2 separate regions of the Mus musculus genome follow, and region 1 is linked to region 2. Evidence: chromatin contacts called from public HiChIP or PLAC-seq data. All regions are on one chromosome and are shown on one strand. The core of a region is the stretch at or near the end of the contact, and the rest is flanking DNA. Distances in the headings are between cores, read along the strand shown.

What was found. HiChIP or PLAC-seq counts read pairs in DNA pulled down with a chosen protein or histone mark.
Region 1: an H3K4me3 HiChIP or PLAC-seq map of bone marrow-derived macrophages shows a contact between it and region 2, with 2.9 times the contacts expected there. The contact joins the enhancer-like site here to the promoter of AI839979 in region 2. A contact is called at or near these places in 6 of 484 Hi-C or Micro-C datasets (the AML12 cell line, embryonic stem cells, granulosa cells and 1 more), 3 of 115 datasets of contacts at active chromatin or transcription factors (CD8 T cells, bone marrow-derived macrophages and fibro-adipogenic progenitors) and 2 of 9 other capture datasets (adipose tissue and liver).

The regions. Positions count from the first base shown.
Region 1 is chr5:31,667,302-31,672,833 of GRCm38.p6, forward strand. All of the region lies in intron 2 of Rbks (ribokinase), which reads right to left. Mir3473e (microRNA 3473e) reads right to left here and starts at 39; the gene lies at 1-39. Within about 2 kb of position 4,055, at least 7 of the 459 cell types and tissues checked have an H3K27ac peak or open chromatin away from gene starts, as enhancers often do. A contact at or near this core is called in bone marrow-derived macrophages, where this site is marked.
Region 2 is chr5:31,568,759-31,574,076 of GRCm38.p6, forward strand. It overlaps AI839979 (expressed sequence AI839979), which reads right to left and starts at 2,639. Exons shown (of 3, transcript NR_102275.1): 1 at 2,426-2,639; 2 at 2,042-2,161; 3 at 834-1,672.

The DNA of each region.
Region 1 (5,532 bases), core at 2,805-5,304, 100 kb after region 2:
CCATCTCTCCAGCCCAGTGTCAGTCTCTTGAAGGCAGAGCTGCATATGAGTTGTACACCCTGCACAGGCAAAGCTGTCTTGTTTTAAATTGGTCTTTTCTAATCCTTCACCTTCAAATCATGTATGCATTCACCATTCATTCATGTTTCTGGACTTTAAAAAGGTTAGGTCTCATGCTAACATGGATGTGAAAAGCCCACAGGCTTCAATCCTACACAAAGAACTGGAGGCAACTAGTAAAAACGGGAAAAATAGTCTTCCAGGGAAAAGCAGACTAATTAACCAACTATCCAATACCAAATGGTCAGGCTTGAAAACATATATGCACACAAGAACAGTATACACACTGGACAGGTTGTATTTATGAATTTAGGAGTATATATATATATGTATATATATACACACACATACATATATACATACAAACACATACACACATATACATATATGTAGTACAAACAATGAAAAATGAGGTCATGAAAGAGGGAGAAAAGGGAATATAATTATATTATAATCTCAACAAATTAATGAATGAGATCCGTGCATGGTGGAGTGTGCCGAGCACTCAGCAGGTGGAAGCAGGAGGAAGACAAAGTCAAGGACAGCGCAGGGTCTATGGAGCGCCTGTCTCCCCTCCCCCTCCAGCCTTAGAAGCACACACTTCCTAATCCTTTCTGTTTCTGCACTCAATCTGAAGTTCCTAGAAATGGTTAAGAAGTCACAGTAGAACCTTTGAAAAGGGTTTTGACTACTTGCTGCCACTGAGCACAGCGAATTCTACAGGTGAGATCTTCACAGAGGAGAATGGCCCTAGTAAAGACTGTTACACAGGACTATCAGGAGGAGAATGGCCCTAGTAAAGACTGTTACACAGGAATATCAGGAGGTTTCTGTTTCCCAGTCATACTTTGGCCATCAAATTGACAAGAGAAATTTAAATGTAAGCATCTTGGCCAGGAGGCAACTGGTGCATATGGGAGTCAGGGAACTTGGAGTCTTCTTTCAGTTCTGCCATTATCAAGCTAATTAAAATGCTTTGCATTTTGCCTCAAATTTTCCATCTAAGCCAGGCTGGAGGATGGAAGTGGTTTGAGTTCTCTCTGGCAGACAGGAACCAATGGTTCCCAACGCTGGCTGCACGTTAACACCTCCCAGGAGCATTAAGCTTCCCGATGCTCTGGTCACACATGGCCGGCAGGCCACACACACTCCTAGCTAAAGCACACTCGGCCGGCACACAGCTGGCACTGTCCGGGGAGCCGAGTCCAGTGTGTGGGCCACGTGGAAGACTGCTGGGTTTCAGAAGGAAAGGGCTAGGAGAGGATTGGAGAGCTGTGTGTGTCTAAGAGATGGGAATGAGACTGACAGTGAGATCGCAGTCCTGGGCATGCTCTGTAGGTAGATCAGCTAAGAGGAGATGGGGAAGCACAGTCTGCAAAGTCCATTAGGGCTGCCAGGCTGGACCCAACACTGGGATGAAGACACGGTAGAGCGAGCGACAGAGATGTGCTTGCTGAACCCTGCTCAGAAGGGCTGCAGGGTTGTTCTCTCTTGGGGAGGTTGTGGCTATTGTTGGTTTTTTTTTTTTTGTTTTTGTTTTGTTTTTATTTGCTTCTATCTTTCTAAAATTCACATTTGGCCAAAATAATTAGATTTCATTTTTGGAGCTGTGAGTAGAGTAATTTTTAACTTGACCTTGTCACTTGACTGTGGTGGGACACATATGACGTGTGTGTATATATGTTCATGTTTATCTCCTTGCGTTCACTTCTGAGAACGTAGGAGTCTATTCTTCTCTCTCCACCTACTCACACTGTACCTGCTTTTCAAGCACCAACGTACATCTACCTTCCCTCTTTTGGCGCTCATTAATCCTCTCATTTCCAAAACTCCTACACAGCATTCCTGATTGCTACCATAATCTAGTGCCATCTTACACTGTTTGCAACTCCATATTTGTCCATTGAGTCTTCCCGCAGCGTGGAGAGGCTAGCCTGGGATCTATCGGCCCTTCCCTCAGCCCTGCACATGGACGGTGTTTAATTAGTATCACATTGTCGTAGTTACTCTACAGTATATTTTCTTGAGCCTATCTTATTCATGAAGGGATATGACCCTGAGCACAGGAGTTACGTTGTAGCTGCAGATAAGGCTTTGCTTATAACAGTTTTCTTGTTTTGCAGACATTATTCTTGAATCACACATAATATGAGGCAGTTCTATCTGTGTGAGCCTGTTCCAGCTGAAAGGGATGGGTAAAGGGCAGCTCCAACATGGATTTATGCCAGGGAGGTTCACAGGACCTAATGATCTTGCTTGTAGGGTCTTCTGGTTATGAAGGAGCTCTGACACTGCTGCTCATCTGACACTGCTGTTGAAGCTCTCTTACACGGAGCCCTCCTGTCCTCACTGCTCTCTTACATGAAACCCTCCTGCCCTTGCTGCTTCTGACACTGCTGTCGAAGCCTGTAACTTTCCAAGGCTGGCTAGTGAACCCTACTCCTGCCTTGGCCTCTCCGTGCTGGGATTATACATATACACATATCACCAGACTGCCCCCCCCACCTTTTAAACACAGGTTCTATGCATTGCGATCAGATCATCATACTTGGCACACTGCCATCTCTAGTCTCCTGCTATTTTTGAGACAGGGTCTCAGCATGCAGGTTAGGGAGGGCAGCTTTACACTTTTAGTGGCTCTGTGATAGCCTCCAGCGTGCTGGGATTACAGGCATTGACCAGGGTTTGATGTTTAGAAAGAACTTATGCCTCATAAACATTTGACTTCAATGGAATACAAGTGGAGAAAGCATTTGCACCCGTCAGGAGAAGTCTATGAGAGAGGCCCTGGCAGGCTGTTTGCCTTGGGATGAAGACTTTCATTTTCAAAAACACCGTCTCTAGTTATCACTGGACTTTAGCCTGAACACACGACTCAGCTGAGTACCAAATCCATGATTCTTAACTCTGTAGAGTGCTCCATTATCCATTTGTCACGAAATAAACACTAACAGAACCCTGCTTCCTGCTTTTGTGACAAGTACCTTACTAAATAACTCCTAATTGGGTCTGCCTGTGCCACCAATCTTTCCTGTCAGTGCCTGATAGCTAGTGTATCACAGTGGAACATAAGCTAGCATTGCGTAGAGAATACAGGGGATTCTCTACCAGTTTCTCTTTTGCTCCATCTGTTCATTTTTATCTTGATTAATGTAATGATTTGGGTTTTGATTTGGAACTTGTCATCTTTAAAAAAAAAAAAACCTGCTAAAAAACAAGTGTGGCTAATTTGTCTGACGAGAATCTACTGCAAGCTGTGTGTGTGCTGGTGCTAACCTGTGGCCCAGCTTCAGACAGGTGAAGGTGGGAGGATTAAGGGCTTTCTACACCACATAGCAAGGTCAAGGCCAGCATAGGCTACAAGGGGCTATGAAACCCTATCTCACACAACCAAAAAGAAACACAACATAGGACAACACAACACAATGGAAGCTATAATGACGGTGGATAACTTTTGCTATAAAAGTCTATTATTTTTCTCCTTAAGAACTCTTAAGAGGCACATACCTATAATCCCAGCAGTCAGGACATCAAGGCAGGAGTATTATGACTTGAAAGCTAATAGGGGCTACAAAAAGAAACCCTTTATTAATCAATTAATAAAAGAGGTTTCCAGCTAGAAGTGAAGTTTAGAGGCAGAAGGCATTCTTTGCATTTGTGAGACTCTGTGTTTCTTCCCCAACACCAAAAAAGAAAATAAAACAAGGAGACTAAGAATAACACACAATTTTCTTAATTTAATGTTTTAAATAAATCCCTGCCTTAGAGTCCCAAGGTACAAAAGCAAATTTATCCTGGGCCAGCTTCCCTTGAAATCAGTTTCCTTATGTTTTCCTGTGCAAAAGCTTGGACTAAATTGTGTGGAGCAGACACGGATGACTAAAAGAGCTCAGAAGATGCTCTGGAAGCATGAGGTGCTGGCAGGAGCCATCCATTCCACTGAGCAGAGTGGCTCCTCTGCTCCTCCCTTCAATCGCCCTCAGGACTGCAGCACAGCCCCTCCCTGCTCCTCTCACATCCATCACATGATTTCATGTCTCACTTCCCCAGTTTAGTTCTACAACTCAAATATTTCTATTTTGTTTTTCTATCTTTGCCTTCCATTCTATAGACCTAAAATAAAAACAATCTCAAAATCTTAAGAGTAGGATGAGAACTGGGGCCCATGGAATCCTGACTTCAGTGGCCCAGGAATACTTTGTATATACAGCTTCCAAGAGGGGAAGGGGGCTCCATTGTCTTTTCTACTCCCCTCGTCCTAGGACAGCCACTCTGGATACCTAGCTTCCCAAACCAATTCTATGTCGATCTTTTTCCTGCCAGGAAAGCCTATCTTCTTCCCAGTGTGAGCCCCCTTTGTGAGCATCACTGGGTAGTTACCTAGATCTCATCTCCAATCAAGGACGGGATAAGTCAGTGTAAAACTTTTGTCAATGCCCTCTCACTGTGGCATCATTTCTAGAACACAATTATTTCCAGATTGGCCCTGTTACTATTTTAAATCCCTATGGACCAATCTTGATGATAGAGGTGGTTCTTATTTTGAATTTTGTTTTTCCTGTGATGTTTCTGACCAAATAGCCATGAGAATGATATGCTGGTCATAAATGAGAAATAGCAGATGAAGTGATAATTGTATGGTCTACACATCCCTTAGAGGCTCCCACTGAGAGCAAAGTGCTGCAGGAATGCAGAAATGACATTTCTGCAGATTTTTTTTTTTTGTAAAATCTATATAGTTCACAAGAGACAGCTTTTCTAATTTTTTATTCCTTATCATTTGCTGGGCAGATTCAAACTCAGCTTTCCTTATACTTAAACTCACATAAGTTTACCTTCTAATAACAGAATGTTACCACCTTCAAATGACATGAACTATATACAATTGGAAACTTTTGACAGCCAAATACAATTATTTCAGAGGATTACTGATGTTACATACCCCTTCTCTATACAACGGAAAGCAGAAGGATGCCAAGGATCAATTATATGTGGCCATTACAACCTAGTCTGCTAGCACTCACGGTACAGTGGTGATGATGAGAGGCGGGCTTAATGACGAGGGGCTGATCCTAGAGCTGGTTTGTGGCTGAGGCCCTGAGTGCAGGGTGACTCAGGCTGTTCAGAAGTGGGACTGTAGACCCCCAGGGAACAGGTTAATTCCTCTCACATTGCATACACTGGCTCTAAATTCATTGGATTCAGAGAATACAGCATCAAGTGATTTGAGGACTGCTGCTTCCCAGAGGATTCACTGACGGAGAAACTCACACAAAGCATAAGAAAGCCTAATCACTCTTATTTAGATTTTTTTACAAACAAACCTTCAAAAGAATTAAAAACAGGTACTCAGAGAGGTGCATGTGGATGCATAGTCACAGGCTACTGAGAAACAATCAGAAAGGTGGGCACAGTCCAGGAGTCCAGCAACACACTCACTGATGGATAGCTATCCACATAAAGGTATAGTAT
Region 2 (5,318 bases), core at 1,389-3,888:
GCACCTGGGGTCTAAATGCCACTTCACCCCCAACCTGGTCTGCCTTACCCACTTACCCATTTCATGACCTGCCTTGTCCCACCAGGCATTGGAATTGGGGTGCCTGCTTTTTGGCGAGGGGCATTTCTTGATTAATTTTTTTTTAATGAGGGAGACTAAAGTGGGCCAGATAAAAAGTCAGGGGAGATAAGAAGTCAAGAGTGCCCATCAGAATGTGAAGGGTCACAAGCAAATGGGAGCCCTAGAGAGTTCCCAAGGAGATACAGGCAGATTGGTGCCCATGTAGAGCTAGGAGGAGAACCCCTGTGGGAAATGGAGGATCTAGAGTCAAGAGCAAGCCTACTTGAAGGTCTAGTAATGTCATAATGAGCCACTCTAGTTTCCTGGAGATCGGGTCCTGGTCCGCATTCAGTGTTCTAGAAATAGCTTATCTTACATCACTTCCTTAATTTGGGCTCAGTGTACCTGTTTCAAGTCATTGGGTGGCTCATACAAGATACGTTAGGTTGAGTAATCTTTAAATAGAATTTCATTTCTCAAGGTTCTAGAGACTGGGAAGTCCAAGATTTCAAGGCACCAGCAGATCCTTACAAAGTAGACAAGCTCTCTCAAGCCATTTTCCTAATACTATTCTTGAAAGTCTCCTGGGAGACTTAGTTACCTCCCAGGGTTTCTGCCTCCTAGTAAGTAGTATGGCTAGAAATTAGCCAGGCCCAGTGGTGGTGTGTGTGTGCAGTGCACACCTTTAACCCCAGCACTTGGGAGGCAGAGGCAGGAGGATTTCTGAGTTTGAAGCCACCCTGGTCTACAGACACACACACAAATAAAATATGATAAAGATTTAAAAAACAAAATTTATTGGATGTTACATGTTCATAAAGGCAACAGCAGACAAGGTGCATGTGATTCAAAAGCAAAAAAAAACCTCCAGTGACCAAGACCTTTTAAAAGACGCTGCCTCTTTCACTTTCAGCCATGTGAGGAACTTGATCGTTTTTCCTACTTATTCATTGATATATATATTTATTCACTTTACATCCCAATTGCTGCTCCCCTCTCCCCGTACCTCCTTCACACAGTCCCCCATCCCCTTTTCCTCTGAGAAGATGGAACCCTCCCTCTTCCCTCGGTTATCCCCCAACCTAGGTACATCAAGTCTTTGCAGGGCTAGGCACATCCTTTCCCACTGAGGCCAGACAAGGCAGCCTAGTTAAGGGAACAGGACCCACAGGCAGGCAACAGATTCAGGGACAGCCCTTGCTCCAGTTGTTGGGAGATCCACATGAAGACCAAGCTACATATCTGTTCCATATGTGCAAGGAGGCCTAGGTCCAGCCTGTGTATGCTCTTTGGTTGATGGTTCAGTTTCTGGGAGCCCCTAGTGGTCCAGGTTAGTTGACTTTGTTGGTCTTCTTGTAGAGTTCCTATTTCCTTCAGGGCCTGCAATCCTTCCCACAACTCTTCCACAAGAGTCCCCAAGCTCCATTTAATGTTTGACTGTGGGACTCAGCATCTGTTTCAGTCAGCTGCTGGGTAGCTGTCAGAGGAGTTATGCTAGGCTCCTGTCTACAAGCACAACAGGCTCCATATCCTCACTGCTAGGAGTCTCAGCTAAAGTCACCCCCATGGACTGGGATGGGTGAGACTCCCGGGAGCTTTACCATTTTGTCTGCTGTGAGAGAGAAGTCAGGAAAAACAAAAACAGAGCCTACTTAATTGAGTTCGGAACTTAAATCTGCCAGAACCCAATGCAGTGGGTGCCCTCACTGCCAGATGGCCAGCAGGTCCTTGGGAGTAAACCAGAAGACAGTTTTAAGAGGCTGTTGTTTCCCTAAGGACATAGCTTATAATCTGCCTGTGCTTGAAGTACTTGCACATACAGAGACTTCTTCTTTTTAAGCACATATTGATTAAATATAATGAGGCATACTGAGGTTGAGAGGAGAGATCAGGGAGGGAGGCGTCCATGCATACCCAGGGCTTTGAACAAGGGCTCCCCGACTCAAGGAAGTGCACAAACCCAAAATTACCAGGAACCTACCTGTGAGTTTGTTGTGGACAGTTTCTGGGATTCTGTGTAGCCTTTATCAGCATCTCTAAAGGGTCATTGTCCAAATATAGTTAAACAGACTTCGGACACGGAAGCGTTGGACTCCCATTCCTAGGCACAATGGCACAGTTTATAGCAGGTCCCTGTCAACCTCACTCCATCACCCCCTCAAATCCTTGCCTAGAAATCTATTCCAGCTAGCCTCCTTTTGCCCTACCAGGGGGAGGGGAAATCCGAAAGCTTATTTTTAGGCAGGCCCTGCCAAGACTCCCCGCAGTGGCTGGACTGCTGCTGGGCCTGAGGGGTGCCCGCGCCCCAGGAGGACAAGCAGTGTGCGGGAGGGGCCTGCGGGCACGAGCGGATGTCACAGCTTACCTCAGAGCCTGAATTAGAAGCCTGAAAAAAAAAATCACAGCAGGAAATAATGTGGTGCCCAAAATAGAAACATCAACCGGGAGAGAGGCCGGGAGTAGGTGGCGTTTGAGGCTCCTGCAGCGTCCTCCCCAGAGGCCTCCTGACAACCGGCAAGCGGGTTGGCATGAGATTGCAACCCAGCCCAAGAGGCCACAAAGGCACCGGCTGGATGTTTCAGCAAGGGAGAAGGAATGGGCAGTAAAGTGGAGAATCAGGACCGCCTCCTCTTCCCTCCCTCTCGACTTTCTCCTTCCTTCTCCAAAGTCTTACCGCCACCGCTGACCCCTTCCTCTTTTTCGGCATCATCCCTCAACCTTCTCCCCACACAATGACTTCTGCTTTTTTCCTCACTCTCTAGTGCCCCTTCTTCTCTGATACTGCCCCCACCCCGCTTCCTCCTTTCCCTCCCCACACCAAGCCCTTCATTTCTCCTGGGTGGTCTCTGCCCCAACCCGCCGCCCCCCAGCCTCCCGGTGCTTTTGGGTGCCTTCCTAGGTAACTAGTGGGAGCTCAGTCTAGCAGCAGCTAACTGAAGGTCAGCCTCCTGTGCCTGACTGCAGCCTGGCTGCACTGATCTCCCCTTCACCCCACACTCAGCACCCTCCACGCCTCTTTAGAGAAAAGGAGGCCCTGGAGTCTAAGGAAGATGGCAGGGTCAGGACTCCTTCCTCTGGGGCCTCTGGAGGGCTTGAGAGGAAGCAGAAACTTTGCAGGCAATCTTGGACTGTCTCTCCCTTCACAGCTGAGTTCCTGGTAGATTGCATGGTTTGCCAAATTTCCGTGTTTCTCATGCTGGCATGTGCCATTGGGCAAGGTATAAAGTCGGTGAGAACCAGACTTAAGGTCTCTCTGATGCTCCCCTTAACCTTCACCAACCCCGAGTGGGGAAACATCTGTGATCTCCTTTACAGTGGGAACTCAGATGCAGCAGGTGAGCTGGAGGATGGGGGACACTGGAGGATGGGGGACACTGGAGGATGGGGACACTGGAGGATGGGGGACACTGAGGATGTCTTTAATCTTAGCACTAGGTAGAGGCAGATGATCTCTAGGAGTTAAGAGTCCATCCTGGTCTACATGGTGAGTTCCAGGCTAGCCAAGGCTACATAGTGAGACCCTGTCTTTAAAAACAAAGGAAAGAAAAGTCGGAGTAGTAGGCATGCTGCATGTTTGTAAGAGTAGAAGGGCTGGGATCGAGGCACAGGGAGTGCAGCCCCTCTACTGACCTTGAACTTGGACCAAGTTCATTGACTTGGTATTTCCATACCCGGTTTTCTTCGTAACAAGATTTGTTTTTTATTATTTCTTTTCTGAATGTAAGCATGAGACATTCCATTACATATGTTGGGTAATTTCAATTATTAAAAATTCCCTAGGTGGGGCTGGAGAGATGGCTCAGCAGTTAAGAGCACTAACTGTTCTTCCAGAGATCCTGAGTTCAATTCCCAGCAACCACATATGTTCACAACCACCTTTAATGAGATCTGATGACCTCTTCTGATATGTTGGAAGCCAGCAACAGTGTGCTCATATACATTTTAAAAGGAAAGAAGAAAAAAAAAAGAAGAGAAAAGAGAAGAATCCCCAAAGCAAAGCATGGAGAAGCAGGTGGATCTCTGAATTGGAGCCTGGTCTACATGGTAAGTTCCAGGACAGCCAGGGCTACATAAAGAAACCCAGTCTCAAAAAACAAATAAAAATTTCTAGCTAAGTATCATGGTACATGCTTGCAATCCCAGTACTCTGCACCCTGGAGGCAGAAGCAGGAGCATAGCCACAAATTCAAGGTCATCCTGATATATATCGAGAGAGAGAGAGAGAGAGAGAGAGAGAGAGAGAGAGAGAGAGAGAGAAAGAAGAAGAAGAAGAAGAAGAAGAAGAAGAAGAAGAAGAAGAAGAAGAAGAAGAAGAAGAAGAAGAAGAAGAAGAAGAAGAAGAAGAAGAAGAAGAAGAAGGGGAGGAGGAGGAGAAGAAGGAGAAGGAAGAAAAAGAGGAAGAGGAAGAAGAAGAAGAAGAAGAAGAAGAAGAAGAAGAAGAAGAAGAAGAAGAAGAAGAAGAAGAAGAAGAAGAAAGCAGCAGCAACAGAAGCAGCCACCACCTCAGCAAGGACAGCAATGCCATATTCTTGTTGTCACTTGTTTGAGTACCTCCCCACCCCACCAGCAGTTGTTCTAGTGAAAACAAGTGCTTGGGCCAGTGTCAGACACTGTGTGCCCTCAGCACTCTCTGCAGAAGGATGGATTCATTTATCCTAGTGCACCACCCACACACATGTGCAATGCTGGTGCCTGAACGCCTTGATGTTACTTTAGGGTTAGTGTCTTATGATTTCTTTTTCTTTTCTTTTTTTTTTTTTTTTGTAGTCTTATGATTCTAAAGACATTATCTCATGTAAATGATGATTCCTCAGTTTGACAGAAAACTCATGGTCATGTCAGGCTTCTGTAGGATTCTAAAGCCCACGTCCAGCTCACTCTTGCAAATGAAACTGGGGTGCTACTGTTTGCAATTTCTTTCCTCCAGATTAACTAGATCTGGCCATTTTTCTAACTACAGTAATACCTGGTAACTATAAATAGCTAAACATGACTTAAAGGAAGCCCTTCCCATAATCCTCTCCATGGACTTTGAACATGTTTTGTTTAAGGTTCTTAGTCTCCCGATCATAGTCCCCGGTTATGTCTTGACAGACATCAGGACATACTCATGGTTATCACTGTGAGTCTGTAGTAGAGCAGATAGGTCAGAAGGTGTAACCATAAACATTGTGGTCACACATTGAAATTGAAGCTGTTTTCTTTAAGCCTTCCTGGCAATGAAAAGAAAAATATACAGTAAGAATAGCTTGTACAGG